2 separate regions of the Mus musculus genome follow, and region 1 is linked to region 2. The links are chromatin contacts, called in public Hi-C maps. All regions are on one chromosome and are shown on one strand. The core of a region is the stretch at or near the end of the contact, and the rest is flanking DNA. Distances in the headings are between cores, read along the strand shown.

Region 1 (4,259 bases), core at 1,069-3,568, 310 kb before region 2:
CAGTCAAAGTACGGCTGGGGTTCCATTTGCCTGTTTGCCCCACCCTCAGAAATGACAAGCCACGCCTGCTTTCCTGCAAGGGGAGCTGAGCTTGAGCTCACAAAGCTGCAGGTTCTAACATTAAGCTAATGCAGAGAGCTCACTCTTTTCATTTTAAGCCAGGTTCTCTTGTACCAGTTGCCAATGTGGCCATTTTGAAAGCAGTTCCAAGGAAATTACTATACCCTGTGGCAGCTCAAGTAGGGTCTGCCACTACATAAATAAGTCTGTGGAAATGACAATAACAAGGAAAGACACACAGAGAAGAAGAGGATAGAAGGACTTAGGAGATGAATGACCGATGCAACAGGAAATGGAGATGATGAGACTTCCTGACAGTGAACTTGTTTTTCCTAGAGTTACCATAGCAGGATTGTGATAGACAATATGTCTAGACTTAACCCTTTAATCTCTACATGTCTTCATTGTGGCTAGCTGCCACTTCTTGATATCCTTGGTACAAGGAGTCCTGATCACAGGGAGGCTCAGTATCATAATCCCAAGAACCAGAGAATTGCCATCTGGAAGAGTAACCAACTTTAACCTTGAAGGCAACTGAAAATAACCTTTCTCCACTGATCCCTGTGTTGACATGGAAAAAGAGGTTATTTAGAGCATATTTCAAAACTATCAGGGTCTTGGGAGATATCCATCTCAGAAGAGAGTGGCACTTAACCAACAAAGCTTTGATATCTACAGAACGCATCTCCCCCCATCTGCTGAGTGCTAAGTTTCCAGTTCCTTGCACGATGGGGAAGCATAAATAGGGCCAAGAAGGTAACAAGCCTCATCGCAGGATGCTCAGAAACAGAAAGTGGAAAGGCCACGTCTGTAATAAATCAATTAGTCCATAATTCAACAAGAAAAATGCAGTTTAATGTACCAATGGTTCTTATTACTGGCTCTGGAGCCATAAAAAGGCACCAGTGAGAAACAGAGGAGGTGCAATTAATCCCATTGTCTTCCTCTGAACACTCTCATCCCTGTAAAAGTTTGTGTGAGACCTTTCACATAGACTACATTTTCTGCCTATGCCCTATTTCCCAGTAAATCTGCGAAACTCCATCAATTAACAATAACAAAATGGAAATCTAATTCTCCAAAAGGCCACATAAAAAGTCAATGAAAACTCGCAGTGTCTCAACTCCAAGCTCTATTTTATGCTTCTCTAGCTTTCAGGTTGTGATTCTTCACCAGAACCCATGTCTCATCAAGGTGACTCTTCAGGCAAGAGTTTTCTGCTGTAATAATAAATAGGGGTGACATCTCACATCTATTTAACAGCACATGAGATAGACACTAGCACGCTGCTTCTTATAAATGGAGCATGGCTGGGCTCAGCTCAGCGGAATGTGGAAGCAGCCAGAATAGAGGACAGGAATAGGATCTCTGCTTCTGTATTCCACCCACCCCCCCACCCCACCTCTATGCCCAGACCTCTCCTTGGCATGCCAGCGTTCCATTCAAGGGTAGATGGCATTTTCTAGGATACTGATTCTTAGGTCTGAAAGGCCTTTGCTGTTTTGCTAGGCATTGGCATACTGGGGGAAATAAGATACTACCCCGAATTCACTCCTCTGCCACTGGACCCAGCAAAAATAGGAAGAAATTACTAGCAAGCACTATTTTCGCCTAAGCCCTTCTCCAGAATACTAAGAACCTTATTATCAAAGCTCTAAGATCTAAAAGCATAACCTAATTGCAACCAGTCTGGAAAGAACATGAAAAAAAGTCACAAGTGCTGTTCAGCATGCCATGGTGATTAATAGTCAGATATGTGCTGGGAAAGAGCCACTCCAACAATTTAGAAAATCCAGCCTTTGACTTCCAATGGAAAAACTTCTGGGGCTAGGCAACATCTGCTATCCCACCTACACACCCACCCACTCACCCACCGAGAAGGTTATGCATATGGGGTAGGTGATCCCTGTTACCCCACCCCCCAGGATGGTGTGTGTGCTGTGGTCCCCAAGTGAGGAGTACCGACTGTAAACTTCTTTAGCCTTTCTATTCCTAAACAGTAGGAGTCCATCCACTAGTTCATTACACTGAGGTTTTTATTTTTCAGAAAATGACTCTACTGCTTAAATCAAATGCTGCAAGGCACTGTGGGATAGTGGTTGTTTAACATTTCAAAAATAGCCCCTAAAGATAGTCCCCATGACATTAGATAACTTGCTACAGATGTCTGCAAAGGGTGGGAAGCAGCTTTGGCCCCACAGTGACATCTGATCAAAGCCCCAGTTCCCTTTCCTTCCAGTCACTTAATTTCCCTCTAGAAAGCCTGAGCTGACATACCAGAAGAGAAGAAAGCGCCTTTGTGGGTGGGGTATCAGTGCTGTTACCATTGCTCTGTTGGGAGACACAGCATCACATCACAGGAGAATGTAAAAAGGAGAGCTGATGGGCAAGGAGGGGCAGAGCGACAGACTGACAGCCACAGAGACACTGGGAGAGGTGACATATGATGACACTTCCTCTTTCTGCAGCCTGTAGCTCCCTTCTAGGAAGGAAGCCAACATAAATTCTTGCACTCAGCGGTGCCCAGATAGACCGGAAAGAAAACAAAAAGGCGAGATTAATCTAAGCATCACAGGTGCCCCTAAGCCACTCTGCTAATACTGCCTTCCAGGGAAGCCTTGATTGGAGGAGGGTTTTGCCAGGAGCTGAGCTACCAACTGCAGACTTCCCTTCTCAGCCCCACACTGCATTTTATTTCTATCAAGCCGTGCTTCTGATTGCCTCACTCTGGAGGGCTGGCAGTGGTACATTAACCTGCTGGACCACAGGGAGAGTCGACGGCTGCCAACGTGGCTATCAAAGGGCCTCTTCTGTACTCGCACTCTCCTGGAGATGCCAACAAAAAGCAGCCACAGAAAACCTCACCTCATGGGGGCATCTTCTTGCCTCATAATTAACCTTCACATTGGTGAGCCCGCTCTATGTAGAAACTGCTCTGCACCCACATTCTAGAACTTTCTTCACGATTGAAAATCAAACTTGGAGCCTGATTCACAGGGAACTCACTTTGATCCTCTCTCCTTGGGTGGTACATGCTCAGCCATTGTCTGTGAACTCTTCTGAAAGCTCTCTGTTTCTTCTATCTCTTTAATTTTTGTGTCCCCTCTTCCTTTCTCGTGGCTGTGACTGTGTCACAACAGGTTTAAGGGAGTCCACTGGGCTTAAACGTATTTAGAAATAATTCTGTCGATTCCATAGTCGTTCTGAATAAACAGATTCTTGCCACACACATGTTATTTGACTCCTGGGAATACAGAGGAAGAGAAGACTGTCCTTAGTGGCTCTCACTAATCCCCGGTCCTTGTGGAACTGGAAAGATTTGACGTTCAATGATCTCATCCTACAATACAGCCTGCCTGTGTAGATATTGTATCATGCTGTCCCATTTTACCTATAATGTGGCCCATTTTAAATAGGCTTTAACTCAAACATTAAGTTTCTCCAGGGCCCAAGCTAACAAAGATCCTCCTTAAAACAGTGGTTCTCTACTTGCGGATCACAACCCCTCTGGCAAATCCTATCTCCAAAGATACTAGCACTATGTTTCATAACAGTAGCAAAGTTATTGCTATGGCATAGCAACAAAAGTAATTTTATAGTTGGGGGTCCCCACAACATCAGAAACTGTAGGAAGGGGTTGCAGCATTGGGAAGGGTAAGGACCACTCTCCTATAATGTTATCTCATACAAATGCATCTTTGGGAAGTTCAAAATATGCAGCCCACTCAGCTTATCCTGCTGATCTCATCCAAGCACTGTAAGAAGCCCCACTTCTTAACTCTATTACTTTTTACTAATGCAGTAAGCAACATAGCTACATAGCTGGTAAGCACTGACCTACCGCTCAAGATACAGTACATAGACTACAGGTTGTTCCGCTTATCACACAAGCCCTGGCCCACAACAATAGGCACTGCAACAAACAGATGATGAGGTAGGACATTGAGCTTGAGATCTAGAGCTTGGCACTTAAAAACGTCTGATCCCTTGAGGCTGGGCCCTCGCAGCCAAAGCGTTGGTGATCCTTGTGTTCTACTTCTATAATGGGATTAAACTCCCCATCTATATATAACCTCAAAGTTTGAAAGAGGGGCTCTCTATGAAAAATGCATTAGATAATAATTTCAACTAACAAGACGACTATTTCCAAGAAGCAGATTTCGTTTTCTTTTTGAGTTATGGTTTCTAAAATTCATTTG
Region 2 (4,321 bases), core at 4-2,503:
TTATGAATGTCTCCTATGCTCATAAAGTGTCACCAATGTGACTGCCTAAATACAGGCTGAACAAGGACAACAACAGACATGCCAAAGGAGACAGAGACGGGGTTGGGGGAGGGCAAAAGGACTCAACCCTACATAGAGAACTTGGGCAGCTAAAGCATGCTGAGAGTGGGAGAAATAGTACACACACACACACACACACACACACACACACACACACACATACATGTAACAACAATTAATGAAAAAGGAAGCTACAGATTTCAAAGAACAAACAGGAGTTATGGCAGCATTTAGGAGGTGGAAATGAAAGAGGGGAGTGATGTTATTATATTATAATCTCAAAAATGAAAGGAAGAATTGTAAATTAGTCTATAAGCATTAATCACAGTGGCAAGGGTTCTAGTATGTGATGGATAACTTGTGTCATGCAAAGAAAGCAAGAGATCAAAAAGCAGTTTGTGCTCTTAGGCCTTTCTTCTCCAGGCCTCTATTCTCCCTTCCTCAAACCAAGAATGCTGGACAAATTCACATTGTGTCCAAAAGGAGAAAGGCCACAGAACATGTACAAAAGGCCTTGTAAAGCTGTGTCTCATGGGGCCTGCAGGATTCTCACAGTGTTGATGTTGTCTGCCCTGTGGGGCACCTCTGTAGGAAAACACATGTTGTCAGGCACTCGTGGTGTCTGTGGCTCTTACTTTTCTGATGTGAGCTTTTCTTCAGTCTCTTTCTCAAGCAACACTTCCCTCCTCCCTCCTCCCTCCTCCCTCCTCCTCCTCCTCTTCCTCCTCCTCCTCCTCTTCCTCCTCCTCTTCCTCCTCTTTCTCCTCCTCCAGCACCACCACCACTACCACCCCTGAAACCACCACTACCACCACTGGCCCAGTGTTTTCTATCTATTAATATAGGACATATCTTCAAGGCAGTTCCTGCATTGAGAAGAATTTCCTAGATGTTTTTTATCAGACAAGCTGTAAACAGGTTTGCTGGCTTGAACGTGTCAGTCAGGGCAAGGGCTGAAAGATAAAGGCACCTCATTTGGGGCTTGCTGTGGGGAACAAAACACAAAGAAGCAAAGAGTCCTGGTTTCATTAAAGAGTAGAGGGAAGATAGGTGGAGAGTGGGGACACGGCACTGGCTCACTCTGCAGGGCTGTGTAGTTGAAAGGGCAGAAAAGCAGTCAGGGATGGGCGGCCTCTAAACTGCAGAAAAAGATGCACTGCCTGCTCCATCTCTTAGCTCATTTCTGGAGATTTGGCGCCATCTGGTGGTTATGATTTGGTACTGTAACTCACCCTTCCCTCTCAGCTTCCTGTTGCAAGTGAGTTCTTTCACAGTGATCATGGAATGTCACAGTCTATTAGCAAAACAACTCAGAGCACAGTGTTGGTGGGCCCCTCCTTCCTAGAAGGCAGTCGCCCTCTGTTCCTTCAAGCTATGCCAAGAGCTGTCCTGTGGCGAAAGAACAAGAAGTCAGCCACTGATGTGAAGTCACTCTGGGCTAGATCTTACCACATGCTGTGTTTCAGAGACCTGTTACTGAGAGGCCATGACCCTGAAATAGCCTCTCTACATCCTAAACTGCCCCTGGGAGGGAGAGAGCCTGTATGCCATGCCATGGGCATAGTACCCGAGACCCTTTCCTGAACTCTCCCCATAACTGCTTCTTATGGAAAAAAGATGAACGGGACATTGAGGCACTTGGGAAAAGTGATTTGAGGGAGATGCCTAGAAGGGCAAGCTAGAGTTTTTCTCTGCAGCCTCTGCAGGTGCATTGCTTGGTGTGGACTCAGTAGAGTGTGTAAGCCGGGCTTCATTCATTCACTCTTAGAGGTTCATTCATTTCTTAGAAGGCTACTATGTACTGACAATGAGACTTTGAACAAAATAGACCCAGATTCCGGCTGTGGACTTAATATTATGGCCACAAGGATAAAGCAGTTACCAAGAAGCCTAAGTAGAAGACAAAACTACTTAACTGTTGTAACAAGGACCATGTAAGTAAAGAATAGAGGTGGGACCGGGCGGTGGTGGCGCACACCTTTAATCCCAGCAGTTGGGAGGCAGAGGCAGTCAGATTTCTGAGTTCAAGGCCAGCCTGGTCTACAAAGTGAGTTCCAGGGCTACACAGAGAAACCCTGTCTCAAAAACAAAACAAAACAAAACAAAACAAAACAAAACAAAACAAAACAAAACAAAACGAAATGAAAGAATAGAGGTGGGTATTTGTCCAGGGTTAGGGGAGACTGCATTGATGATGAAACATTCCTGCATAAGGGCCACTGAGAGGACCCTGTGGCATCACCTGGAGAGAAAGAGCAGAGAAAAATACTTAAGTCTGCTACTTGAGAGCCGGTGACCCCACCATCTTGCTGGAGCTGAGCAGGCAGGAGTTAGCTATGGGAGGGTAGGACTGCATAGTTTCTTTTTTTTTTTTTTTTTTTTTTTAAGATTTATTTATTACATGTAAGTACACTGTAGCTGTCTTCAGACACACCAGAAGAGGGCGTCAGATCTCGTTACAGATGGTTGTGAGCCACCATGTGGTTGCTGGGATTTGAACTCTGGACCTTCGGAAGAGCAGTCGGGTGCTCTTACCCACTGAGCCATCTCACCAGCCCCAGACTGCATAGTTTCAAAATCTGACCCTTGAAGAGTCTGGGGCAGGTCTGGATTGGGTCCCATGGTATTGAGCAAATCTAGCACTGGTGCATCTAAATTCCATTCAGGAGCCCACCAGGCCAAGCCAGTGGGAAGGGACCAGAGCTTGGGGAGGAAGCACATTGCTGCCGTCACCATAAATGAACCCTTGCTTGTGTCCCTGGGAGATCTGAATCCCACCGATCCTTGCAAGGTGGGTCATCTACAGGGCACTGTCCCCAGTTGAGGGTGGCCGAGAGCGAGAGCTCAAGCCAAGGGCTGTACACAGTGGCTGCACACATGTTCCCTCTCCTGGGCAGATGGAGCATGGCAAGCTGAGGGTCACTCCTCCATGGTGCTTGGATTTCAGGGTTTTGAAAGATTAATCCGGAATATTTGCATATACATAAGAGGCATTCTCAGGACAGAACCCAAGTCTATGCACAACATTTATTTATGTTTTCTATATGCCTTGGACATACAGCCAGGAGCTAATTTATGCATTGTGTCTAATAATTCTATGTATAAAACACAGTTTCAGGGATTAGAATTTTCTACCTACCGGTAGAATCCTGTGAGTACTCAGAAATCTCCAGGCATCTGGGATGAGCTCAACTTCTATATCTTTCCCCTGGTACCAAAGTAGAACCCGTCTCTCTTATTTACAAGTGATAACCTCCACATGAGGCTGGGTGCTCTATGACCGACTCACACCTGCCTGCAGTCTCCCCAAACAGGTTTCTGTGGTCCTGGTCCACCTGCTCCCCCTAAGTGTCCTTCTGCAAGCACAGAATGCTTCAAGCAGATCACTGGATAGGGTGTGGTGGGTTTGTAGGGGTTTACTTGGGTCTTGTCAGCCCTATTGAGCACAGCTCCAGGAGCACATGAAGGGTACTTCTCCATTCCCACCCAGCCTCATCTCTCCCCATCACAGACAAAGCATCTCCAGGCCCTCCTGCAGCAATTGTTCACTTGCCTCTTGGAAGTCTGCTTGCCTCGCTCAGCCTTTTCTTTTTTTCTCTGACTATATTCCCTCTCTCCAAACAGAGCACGTGCTGCTTGAAGGGAAGCCCTTTCTCTTTGGGCAGAAGAAACACAAGGGACACAAAGGCTATGACACCTCAGCTGTCTCAGAGCCCTGTCTCCCATGGCCACTGTAGGACAGTCTGAGATCCTGGCCATGGTGAATGAGGACAGAAACAGGATCCCTGATGGGCTCAATCCTCCATCATATCCTTGGCTGTTCCCTGTGGCAAGTAAATCAATTTCATAACCTGTTCAGAAACGGGGACTTTAACCCATAGCCAGTGCCCAGATAGTGCAAATATTCTTTGCCCATTTAAAGCCAGGGATCTGAAAGAGGCTTTGAATGTATCCAGTATAGCCTCCTGACTCTTTCATAAGCAAGCCTGGAATTATCAAGGAACAAAAGGATGGCGGAATTTCAACTTCTTTCCCAGGGGAACAAGCCTGTAGGTAGGAGAGAGGCATAATTATGTGCTAATCTGATTCCACATTTCACCAGGTCACCCACTAAGATACAAAAACAGTAAAGTGATTCCTAGCTGTTGTGAATTCACCTTTCTATGCCCAAAGTACAGCTTGGCCCAGGGGCCAGGTACAAGGACTTATGCCTTGAAGCCTCCCCTGCTGTCTTATTAATCCATTGTAGTGTCCTGGTTCC

The links. A called contact is a pair of places that touch in the nucleus more often than the background predicts.
Region 1: a Hi-C map of cortical neurons shows a contact between it and region 2, with 4 times the contacts expected there. The contact joins two enhancer-like sites. A contact is called at or near these places in 9 of 484 Hi-C or Micro-C datasets (the HL-1 cell line, cerebellum, cerebral cortex and 2 more).

Annotation. Positions count from the first base shown.
Region 1 is chr9:28,567,635-28,571,893 of GRCm38.p6, reverse strand. All of the region lies in intron 2 of Opcml (opioid binding protein/cell adhesion molecule-like), which reads right to left. Among named protein-coding and RNA genes, the nearest start is that of Gm39313, 170 kb to the right of the region's middle. Within about 2 kb of position 2,318, at least 44 of the 459 cell types and tissues checked have an H3K27ac peak or open chromatin away from gene starts, as enhancers often do. A contact at or near this core is called in cortical neurons, where this site is marked.
Region 2 is chr9:28,258,518-28,262,838 of GRCm38.p6, reverse strand. The region is part of intron 1 of Opcml (opioid binding protein/cell adhesion molecule-like); the gene reads right to left. Among named protein-coding and RNA genes, the nearest start is that of Gm39313, 140 kb to the left of the region's middle. Within about 2 kb of position 1,253, at least 14 of the 459 cell types and tissues checked have an H3K27ac peak or open chromatin away from gene starts, as enhancers often do. A contact at or near this core is called in cortical neurons, where this site is marked.